Regions from separate parts of the Mus musculus genome. Here regions 1 and 2 are each linked to region 3. Evidence: chromatin contacts called from public HiCAR-type and promoter capture Hi-C data. All regions are on one chromosome and are shown on one strand. Each heading gives the region's core, a stretch centred on a gene start, on an enhancer-like site or on the middle of the called end of the contact. The rest is flanking DNA. Distances are from core to core; before and after follow the strand shown. Region 1 holds the start of Sh3bp4 (SH3-domain binding protein 4). Region 2 holds the start of Septin2 (septin 2). Region 3 holds the start of Hes6 (hairy and enhancer of split 6).

Region 1 (3,719 bases), core at 641-3,140, 2.3 Mb after region 3:
GCTGGCATTTCTGCAGCCAGCCTCCGAGCCGGTCATTGTTCAGTCGGTAAACACGTGAGACATAAAACAAATTGCTGGGAAACCAGGTTGTTCACTTCATGTGTCCTCCCAGGACCAACTGTTCTCTCTTGGAGGGTGACCTGGGCAGGCATTTACAGGACATTCTACAGCTTTGCATATACCAGGCACCAATGCCCCCTGACTTTGGGACAACCCCCTCCCCCAAGTCCAAAAGATGCTGCAGAAAGGATCCTTGAGAAGACCAGTTACTTCCAAGCCTCTCACTTTGAAGGACTTAGCCAGCACCAACAGGAGAATAGGAGTGTGCTCTGGGATCCCTAGGGCCTGCCTAGATCTTGCTTCCTGGGCAGGGTAGCGAAGCTCTAGGTAGCTTGTTTTACCTAGCTACCTAGATGACACTGTGTAACAGCTAAATGCTCCCCAGCACATTGAAATACAGCCGCTGTCCATCTAAGGATGCCAAAAACGCTCTGCAAACCACCCATTAATTTTTATGGTTGGCCCAGGAAGCAGATTGAGAATCATTACTGTCATTTTTACAAGGCTCGGTACCAAAACCACGGACTGGGCTGAGGTTTCGGCCCTCCCACCACCATTCTCTCCATCTGTACCCACCATCTCATGGGAAACCCCAGTACATCAAAAGGGTACTCATAACTATCAGAAACAGCCTTTGTGGTAAGGCAGGTCAAAAATTCCAAACTTTGGGCACGAGACAATCAAGGGTTTCAAGCAAGGGTTTTCTTGAGGTTAGGCAAGAAGGCGCCAGGTATAATTCAATGATTAAATCTACAAGGCTGCGACATCCCCACCCCCCACCCCCAACGAATGTGGGATCGGCGTAGATCTCGTGTTTATTTCCGCTCTGGACACTCATTGCTTTTATAATCAGAGCAAAAGTTATACGAACTTTATTTCTGCTGCTAAATCACAGAACACCAATCTGATGCACTAACAAGGGAAGAATAAACACGAATAAAGCCCAGCATGGTATTCCCTTTCAAATCTCATAGCTCCACGAGGCTCCACAACCTTCTGCGCACGCAGAGCGGCCAGCCAGCTCTCCGCCACTCCTCCCGCGCGGCATCTGCAGGCGCCCCACACCCGGGAAGGGCCAGCGCCAGCCAGCCCCACAGTCCGCACCGCTAAGCCCCCCAAACCTGCATACTACAACGCCAGATCCCAGCTGGGAGCCTCCTGGCCCCCAAACCCTCTAACAAGACACACTGGGCGGCGCAGGGCGGCTTCACGGTAAACAGCACTTGCAGAACAACGCTCCTCTATCCTAACCGCTCCCACCCGCACACCCCAGCGCTGTCACCTCGGGGCTGCGCGGTCACTCGATCACCAAGACAGAAACTGGAGTTTTCAATTTCATCCTCCAGGAGGGCTCTCCGAAGAAGTTGAAATGTGCATTGTCACCAAGTTTAACCCAAAGCCGCGCTCTCTTCGCTCCTTCTCAGAACCGCGCGGGTGGCGCCGCGACCCCCTCCGCCCTCCCCGCGCCCCGGGCCCTAGCGACCACGATCCGCAGCCCAGGTCGGGCTGTGACCACAGAGGGCAGGGAACCGGGAGCTCAAGGGGCTCGGAGCTGCTCCAGGCTAGCCGCGCCCCAGAGCCCGGGATGCTGCCCAAAGCCACAGCGCGCGCGGGGATAGGGTGCGCCGTCCGACCCTAGGCTCCTACCTGGCTCGCATGGCGCCCCACGGGTCCTGCGGTTCTCTTGTCCTGTGGGGCTCACCCGGCCGGGGGCGCGCGCGACTCCCGGTACCGCGGCCTCAGCGATCGAGGCAGCAGAGGTGGTGAGGTGCCCAGACGCCGCGACAGCCCAGAGCGCTCGGCCCCCGCCAGCGGGCGCAGAGGTGGTCTGGGCCGGGGCGGGGCGCGAGCGCGGGCGGGGCCGGGGCGCAAACAGCGGGCTCCAGGAGGGCGGAGCGCAAGCAGAGACCGCGGGAGGGGCGGGGCCAAAGCTGGGGGCGGAGCGAGGAAGAGGCGGGTCAAGCTCAGGCTGGGGCGTAGGGACCGGGGGCGGAATCGCACTCTCAAGGCGGAGTCTTTGTCGGAGAGGCGGGGCCTAGACGATACTGGGGCAAAAGTGGGCGGGGTGTGCTCAAATGAGCGTGGTCAATATGAGGTTGGAGCAAGTAGGGGCTGTGCCTCGAGCTGGGGGAGGGCAGTTCTTAGTAAAGGCGGGGCCTGGATGAAGGGGGCGGGATGTCCCGGAGGGGCGGGGCCGACTGAGCCGCTGATTTACTTAAAGAAGCGGCTTGGCTTACTGGCGCCTCCAGTGCTCCGGCGCGATTCCCGCCAACACTCCTTGTCTCCTTCCTTAACAGCGCCAGTTAAGAGAGTGGGGTTAGGGCCTCGGGATCTTTACCCCTGGACCCAGAAATGAGCAAAGATGATGGAGACCTCCGGTGCTCTGTTTTGGGGAAGCCTCTGATCCCCCGGGAGTGGTTAAGCAGTAAAACCGAGAAAAAACAAACAAAACTCAGCTTAGGGAACAACTACAAGTGGAGGAGAGCTGCCTGCGAGGCAGATTGCAACTGAATACATGTCAGCATAGTTACACTTCCTCTGCCCAGACTCACATACAGAAGTAGACGCTCGATGCGAGCTCAGTGAATGAACACACTGCGAGGCAGCGGAGCAAAAGCCCAAGCTCATGAGTCATCTCTCACGGGAGTAGACAGAGGCCTGTAGGGGTTGATTGCCTCAGTGAGGTCGAACCAGCCTTTGACTGCTGTGGTGGTGAGGCCAGGGAATGAAGGCTTCCACTTGGAACCAGTGGCAATCATGTCTTCAATGTTGCCACAGATCCAAATCCAGCAGCCCACTGAGTCCATCTTCACTATCATCGCTGGCGACAGATACCATTTATATTTTCTAAGTGACTTCAGACGTTAACACAGATTATCATATTCGGCAAGATCACATGGGAGAGGGCTTCAGAGTCGGAATACTAGCCAGTTTTCTATCTCCCGTGTTCTTTATGCTCCCCTTCCACTCCACCCTTGCACTCGGGCTGCCCGCCTTCCCCCACCCCCACCCCCACCCCGCTCTAGATGTAGTCCTAGTGGAGTCAGGTAGACATACTGGTCAACCTAAGGCTAAGAGGGTAGAATTTCATATTCTCTTAGAACATGGAAACGAGTACAATTACTCCTTAAGTGTAGCTGTCGACCTTAAAAGAAGCAGTCTCCTGAAGGTGCAAGTGACTTACATGGTTGGAGGGGGTGGGGGTGGAGGAGACAAAAGCATCCAGACTGGAGGGCGTGTCAGGAGCCAGCCTGCTGTGCTGGGATCTCTAGGCCTCTGTGTGAGTCACTTGCCTCTGAGTATGAAAATTAAATACAGAGCATAAGCCTCAGCAGAATGCCTAGCACAAAGTAGCCATCACTAAATATTAGCTATTTGTACTGCCGTGACTCCGAATGTCTCCTGTCTAAACCATGTCAGAAAGAGGGAGAGGGAGAATATGCATGAACGTGGGCTGGGGTTATAGCTAGAGTTGGTAGAGTGCTTGCCAAACATGCACAAAGCCATGGGTCCCATCCTCAGCGCCAAGAAATGGGGATGTAGTCACTCAAGCCCACACTCAAGAGATTCAAGGGGGATTCAAGGAAGGTGGATGCAGAAGGATCAAAAGTTGAAGGTCATACTCCCCTACATAGTGAATTCAAGATCAGCCTGGGATG
Region 2 (3,598 bases), core at 598-3,097, 2.1 Mb before region 3:
GAATACTCAAAGGACCCATCATTCATGTACACAAATTTTTACATTTGTATACATTACCCCTAATCCCCAAAGACTCCTCAGTGTAGGATCCTGAAGAGCTTTTATCCAAAGAGCCTAGACTCTCTTGCCATTTAGATTTCTTAGATTTGAAGACTGTACAAGCACATTATGCAAGACAACACTCTTAATGGAGCTTGGAGCAGCAAGCCACAAACAAAGGGAGCTTAATTACATTCACGATTGATAATAGAGGGAGGCCCCACCTCCTTTCCCTAGGCTACCCAGCAAACCCAGAAGGAGAAGCTCTTGTTCTTTACTGACCTCTGGTGCTCTGTAAAGGGGGGGGGGGGGGGGACACTAGGTGGAAAAATGATAAAAAAGGATCAGGACAACTTTTAAAACTAAAAAAATCATCCCCAAAATTAGATATAGCAGCACACACTGACAGTTTGAATGCTGGGTATTGCAAAGAATTCCTGAATGGCAACTACCAGAAAAGCCATTGAAAATAAGGAGTCTCAAATTAGAAGCATCATGAAGAAACAGCCTTTATGACCTCTTCAAAACTCCTGTTTTTCCTTATGTTAACAAGACGGATTTTAAAAATGTATCTAAGATACTAAAACAATTTTCACTACTAAGGAAAAAAAAAAAAAAACAAAAAACCTAAGTTTTTTTTCTAGACAGGGTTTCTCTGTATAGCCCTGGCTGTCCTGGAACTCACTTTGTAGACCAGTCTGGCCTCGAACTCAGAAATCCATCTGCCTCTGCCTCCCAAGTGCTGGGATTAAAGGCGTGCGCCACCACGCCCGGTTGAAAACCTAAAACTTAAATCCCTTGATAGACAGTAGGGACCCCAATATTTGACGCCAGAGAAACACTTAAACCGTCTAAAGGATATCGAATCCAGTGAGAGTCCTAACTAATAACAAGCAGCGAACAGGAACTACACAACAGATAAACATTAGACAGAGAATGTTCGAGATTAACTGCGCTCCAGACACGAGGAGTAAACTGGGTTAAAACCAGCCATAGAGACCACAACGGTCTGAACTAGAAGTTCTATGTGTTGAAAGTCTGGAAACGTAGTACAGGACAAGGCAAGGCGCCACTAACAAATGAGGCCGGAAGATACAAAAGGGCCAGGCGTGGTCTGGGCCTGCGGTCCGCTTCAGAGTTAGACTTCATGGCTTCTCAGTCAAAGGCCTCCACTCCATGCTCCCTTTCCCGTGTCACTTACAGGGCTGCAGCCCTTTGTCTAGCGTCGCACTACCTCGGGGAAGGCCACAGCAGACAAACCACTCCATAACGCTCCTGTCACTGCCTTAAATTGGGGAACTTCATTAACATCCCAGGGTGACTAGTCCTTTTCATCCCTAGGACGAAATGGCACCGTTACGTGGGAAGATGGCCCCGCAAGTGCTTCGTAGATGTGAACCTAACGCCCGACTCTCCACCACATAGTATTTGGACTGTGCGCCATAACTTCACTGGGCCCAGCCACGCCCGCCCCAATGCCCTGGACCTGGCCAGCAGGATCACCCAGATGGGGGCCGCCCGTCCAGTTGTCCTCGAAGGGACGACGCCAGCCAGGCATCCATCGCTGGAGCCCCGGACTAAGGGTGCGGCCGCCCCTCCCCCACGCGCTCACTTCCGTACCCGTTATCACCGCCTAGGCGGCCCGGGCGAGGGCAGAACTCTAGCCCTTTCTCAGGACAGCCAGCTCAACTCGAGCCCGCGCGACAGTGGGTACACATTGCCACACACTTACCCGCTCACACGCCGGAGAACGCTCGTCAGGCGAGAGCACGGACCTGCCCCGCCCAGTAGAGCGCGCGCGAACAGATGGCGTCATCGCGCCGTCCCGCCCCTTGCCAACTCCTTCCTGGGCCCCGAGTAGTCCCCTCCTCCGCGGTTGCATGCAGAGCGCAAGCGTGGACGCGATCCTGCCGTCCGCCTCTGCGCAGGCGCTGTGCCCCTCCCACGGCGGTTGGCCATATAGAGGCTGGGGGCGGGGGGAGGTCAAGCGTAGCCTCTTCTCCTTTACCAAGATGGCGTCTTGTTCCTGTTTCGCCACAGTTCCTACCTTATGAGCTTGGATTCCTCACGCTAATAAAAGAGGAGCAGGTAACGAGATTCTCCGCTTTATGGGAAACTAGAGTTGTGGGAAGGATATTTACTAAGGAGGAATAAGGTGTCCATTGAGAGCGAGAGACGACCGGGGGCGGGCAGGTGGCAGCGTGAGTGCGGAGCAGTGAAGGGGAGGGAGCCCTTTGCCTCTATCCTTTCCTCCTGGAAGATGGCGGCAGCACCGAGCTAGGAACACCGAGCCGGGATAGGCGGGCGCTTGTGACTTGCCGGCGGGCATCTCTAGCCGCCTCTGCGGCCGTCTCTATGGCGGGCTGTCGTCCCGGGATTGGCTACGTGCTGGTCACGTGGGTCTCCCCCCCCCCATGCACACCATAGAGTGGTGCCTGTCCCTGGGGACGTGGCCTTCCTGTGTGGTCGTGAGCCCATGCCCCGCGGGGGAGGGCGGAGCCGGCACGGCCCCCTACCCTCTTTCAGACTGGGGCGGGCGGAGAGATCTGCGGCATGCCCTGCTCTCTGCGACCGGCTTGAAGCTGGCTGGGAAGGTGCAGTACTGGGCTGCGGCCTGGCTCGGGTTGTCCTTCCCTTCAATCGCAGGAGGTCCCCTGGCTGGTCAGCGATCGTAAACTCCTACCTTAGGCCTTTCACCAAGGCCTTTCTATAGGAAAACACCCTAGAGTACCTCCCCAGAGAAGAAACAGCAATCGCGCAACCCTAGTGGGTGATATGCACAGTGTCGGTATTCCGAACTGTTCTGACACATGCCTTGTTGTGAGGGAGTGGTTTTTTTGTGCGTTATTACTTTGAGTAAAGTATCCCAGTGCTCGAGGCTACACTGCATATCCTGTCTGAATTAGAAGATTGGAGGGTCGACTGGGCATGTGTTTGCATACGATATAACTGAACCAAAGGAGACTGTCTTGGGTTTTATTATCTTTACAGACAAGGATAAAGCATGGGGAAAATTGGAGGGTTATAATCTTCACTTACAACTTGGCTCGCCCTTCAGCTTTGGGTTTTGCTAGTCACCTTAAGCTCTCAAACAATGACTTCACATATTTGTTGGTGTCCATTTAAAGAGCCACTTTCTTAGTAACTTTCTGAAGCCCAGTTAAACCAGTCACAAAATTTTGTTTGAAGCTAGTAGTAGCTACAAGCTAAATTTCTATTATGGAATCGGGTGTGAATAGGAAAACACTGGGTGAAACCTATTGCTTAAGCTTACGTTTTGAAGATTTAAAGTACCCATAGGCTAAATTTGTTAATTATGTTAGCTATGGGGATACTTAAAAGCAGTCATTTAATGTAGCTCTAAAAGGGGCTTTGGGCTTTTGTTTTGTTTTTAAGTGAATTACTACTTATGGATTCAAAACAACTCTTAACCTATTATGACATCTTTAAACTTAGAGATAATGGAGCATATCTTTTCCAGTCTCAGAAATAGTATTTTTGAAAACCAGTTAAGTAATTTCCAATGGCACCCAAGCTTTGTTGGTAGCGTTGGTTAGAG
Region 3 (3,695 bases), core at 629-3,128:
GACTGCCCCTCTCCTTTCTCTTCAAACCAAAAGGAAATTCTTGGGGTCTCCTGGGCAGATTGCCCACAAAGCCCTTGGAAGTCTGCAGGCCTACAGCTGCCTTTGTCCCTCTGGGGATTTACAGCCTGTTAATTTCTGCTGCTAACTAGTCACCCTGTGGCCATCATGGCCTTGCCTAGCCTCTGGGGTTCTCTGTTCCTGCCTGGGGGGGGGGGGGGGGATTAAAAGGCCCTACTACTAAGGAAATCTGCATGCAGGCAAACTTTGAAGGTAGGGTATGGTTCAGGGGACAAATGGCAGGAACTAGTAGTTTAACTGAGGGAGGTGAACAGGAGAAGGGTTTCCTGAGCCTGAGATGGGGTGAGTAGTCACGCTGCTGGGACCAATGGAGTCTAAGCCACTTGGCTAATGGAGTCACTAAAATAAAATAAATTGATGCCTGCTTGTACTTTCCCTTCCTCAAAGGTCTTCCAGCCAGGCTGACTGAAGCACCAGTTACCAAGACCTCAACGGTGCCCAGGCAGGCAGCCACTGAAGTGCTTAGTGGTGTCCAGGCCTAAGGATGGAGTATGTAAAGGCTGATTAGGAGCTGGCTCCTTGTCCTGGCTCTAAAGCAGCAGCCGAAATCCAAGAACGCTGGAGCAGAGCCAGGGGTTCCGAGGGGGCGCGCGCGCGCGCACACACACACACACACACACACACACACACACACACACCCCTCCCGCGGCGAGGCAGGGCCGGCAGATGGACCGCCGACGACGCGGGGCTTGGGCGTCTGGCCGACACAGGCGTGCCTGTTGCAGCCTGCAGGACAAAGCCAGCTAGACAAAGGCGCGGCCAACACCTGTCGCTCCTGGCCGGCCTGCCGCTTTTCTCTGCGGAAGCGGCTGCAGCTGCCAACTGTCACGGGCATCAAGTTACTGGGGCCAGACAGCAGCCTCGGCCTGCAGGAACCAAGAATAGAAGGGGGAGGAGCTGAGAGGGACTGGGGGTAGTGGGGATGGGGGACTCTAAGGGGACTCGCGGGGAAGGGAGGTGAGCGTGGAGAGGGGTTGGGGAACAGGGATGTGTGAGACCACCGCAAAGAGGATGCGGAGGAACTAGAGGGAAATGAGAGGCGCTTAGGCGGGTACGGGGTGATGAACAAGGAAGGAGAAGCTTGACTGGGGGCAGTTGGGGTGGGGTTAAAATAGACAAGGTAGTGGTTGGGTAAGTGACTTAGAGCACAGAGAAATAGAGATTTAGTAAGAACGACCGCGGACCTTGGAGTAAGAAGGTTATAGGTGTCTTAATGGGTCCAAAAGGACACACAAGGGTCCTGTTCCTGCTGCTAAATTGGCTCGTACTTTCCCCGGACTTTGCACTCTCGCCACCGGTGACCCGAAGCCCCTTCCAGGTCCCGAGGTCACGGACTTGACTTTGGCACTGCCCTGTCTGAAGTCAGCTCTGGGACTGGAGCGCTATTCTCGAGAGCACTTTTGGTGAACCAAGGGAAGCAAATGCCCTGTAGGAATGGATGGGTGAAGAGGTGGGTGGAAGGGCGGCATGGATAGATATACGGACCGAAGGATGTATAGCTAAGTCCGAGCTTACAGGCAGGCAGGTCTGGCCTCATAACTCAGCGAAAGGAAGTACAAGCACACCAGCAAGAGAGAAGCCGGAGGTCACTGCCCAGGAGTCCTGCCCGGCCTAAGTGGCAGGAGGTCTGGCTGTGGGCTCCGCCCCGCCAGCTGCCAGAGACCCGCGGGGCCTGACAAAGCGCGCCGCTCTCATTGGCTACAGGCTGCCTCACGGCTGGCCTCTCCGACCACGCACAGCCAATCGGTGCATTGACATGTAAATAAGTTGCTATAAAATGGGCGGGGTCCCGCGGGCCGGAAGACTCCGGAGAGCTAGTGGGGCCTCCGGGCTGCGACCCACCTCGCTGAGTAGTTTGCACTAGGGCGCCGGGCTCCGTAGACCATGGCTCCGTCCCAGGCGCCCAGCCGGGACCGTGCAGGCCAGGAGGATGAGGACCGCTGGGAAGCACGGGGGGACCGCAAGGTGCGGACAGGGGCTACGGGTGGATGGGCTTGGGGGAGGTTGCGCGGGCCAGGGGGCTCAGTAGCCGCTTCCCACAGGCCCGGAAGCCCCTGGTGGAGAAGAAGCGACGCGCACGGATCAACGAGAGTCTTCAGGAGCTGCGGCTGCTGCTGGCCGGTACCGAGGTGCGACGGGAAAGGTGCAGGGGGGAGGGGGACCTTCAGGGTGCACCCCGAAGCGCACGGCCGGACTCAACTCCCTTCCCCTCTGCGCAGGTGCAGGCCAAGCTAGAGAACGCCGAGGTTCTGGAGCTGACCGTGAGGCGCGTGCAGGGCGCGCTGCGAGGCCGGGCGCGCGGTGAGTGGCGGCGGGGATCGAGGGCGGGGGCGCTGACCGGGCACGCCTGCCACCCAACAGCGGGACACGTCGGCTCCCGGAGCCCCGGTCCTATCCATGGCAAGGGCTTCCCCCAGAACGGGACACGCTACTGTGTCTCCTGGGTGAGCCCCGAACCCGCGGAGCGGATCGTCCGAGCCACGATAGTCACTGCTCACGGTGCGGGACGCTGCTCTCTTCTTCCCACCCTCCTGCACAGAGCGGGAGCAGCTGCAGGCTGAAGCAAGCGAGCGCTTCGCTGCTGGCTACATCCAGTGCATGCATGAGGTGCACACGTTCGTGTCCACGTGCCAAGCCATCGATGCCACTGTCTCAGCTGAACTCCTGAACCACCTGCTAGAATCCATGCCGCTGCGTGAGGGTAGCAGCTTTCAGGATCTGCTGGGGGACTCCCTAGCTGGGCTGCCTGGAGGCTCTGGGAGGAGCAGCTGGCCTCCAGGAGGGTCCCCAGAATCCCCATTGTCCAGTCCCCCAGGTCCCGGGGACGACCTGTGTTCTGACCTAGAGGAGATCCCAGAGGCTGAACTAAACCGGGTGCCTGCTGAGGGGCCGGATTTGGTGTCTACATCCTTAGGCAGCCTGACTGCAGCTCGCCGGGCTCAGAGTGTGTGGAGGCCTTGGTGACCAACACTTACCAGGGACCTGTGAATGGTGGCTGCCATCCTTAAGTTTGCTTCCTCCCTGGGTATCAGATAAGGTGGAGACAGCTCAGGATGCCCCCCAGGTATGCCCTCCCCACTCTCCAACAGATGACTTGAATGACAACCCTAATGGCCAGGCCCTGCAGGTCCCTAGCACTATTTTTTCGTGGACCCTAGAGCTCTGGATGGTGGCTGGGGGGCCAGGGGGTGCACTAAAGAAAGACAGGAGACTTTTGGAGAGCTGCCAGGGCTCCCTCGTGTTCACCTCTCCCTGCCTTTTGGGCATTCTGAGGATCTAGGGCAGAAGTGGCCAATCTTGAGACTGAGCATTAGGGTCCTGGGCAGGGACACACAGGCCACAGCAATCCTGACCTGAAAGGAAGTTCAGATTTGCTACTTTGGCTATGAGACCAGGGGAGGCGGGCATATTCTGCGGTCACTGAAGCTGCTCCTCGTTTGTAACACAGTTGCGCGCGTGTGAGTTTGGTTGCCATCCCATCGATGCTCCAACCGAATTAAATAAAGAACTTTGGAGTTAGTTGCTCCTGGTGTACTGTCATTGATGTGTCCAATGTGTGAATGTTCAACTGCATCCAACACTAGTGTATACCTTTTTAAAGGGCCCACCCTTTGTTA

The links. Promoter capture Hi-C pulls out the DNA fragments that hold promoters and counts their contacts. HiCAR-type assays count read pairs that join an accessible place to other places.
Region 1: a contact with region 3 is called in a HiCAR-type map of astrocytes, with 4 times the contacts expected there. The contact joins the promoter of Sh3bp4 here to the promoter of Hes6 in region 3. A contact is called at or near these places in 1 of 115 datasets of contacts at active chromatin or transcription factors (astrocytes) and 2 of 9 other capture datasets (adipose tissue and liver).
Region 2: a promoter capture Hi-C map of liver shows a contact between it and region 3, with 4 times the contacts expected there. The contact joins the promoter of Septin2 here to the promoter of Hes6 in region 3. A contact is called at or near these places in 4 of 39 promoter capture datasets (the C10 cell line, liver and pre-B cells) and 2 of 9 other capture datasets (adipose tissue and liver).

The regions. Positions count from the first base shown.
Region 1 is chr1:89,068,586-89,072,304 of GRCm38.p6, reverse strand. Sh3bp4 (SH3-domain binding protein 4) reads right to left here and starts at 1,890. Exons shown (of 6, transcript NM_133816.3): 1 at 1,708-1,890.
Region 2 is chr1:93,477,242-93,480,839 of GRCm38.p6, reverse strand. Septin2 (septin 2) reads right to left here and starts at 1,847. Exons shown (of 13, transcript NM_010891.2): 1 at 1,772-1,847. It also overlaps a transcript of Hdlbp not described here.
Region 3 is chr1:91,411,405-91,415,099 of GRCm38.p6, reverse strand. Hes6 (hairy and enhancer of split 6) reads left to right here and starts at 1,878. Exons shown (of 4, transcript NM_019479.3): 1 at 1,878-2,043; 2 at 2,121-2,207; 3 at 2,298-2,379; 4 at 2,618-3,617. The coding sequence starts at 1,963. The coding sequence ends at 3,042.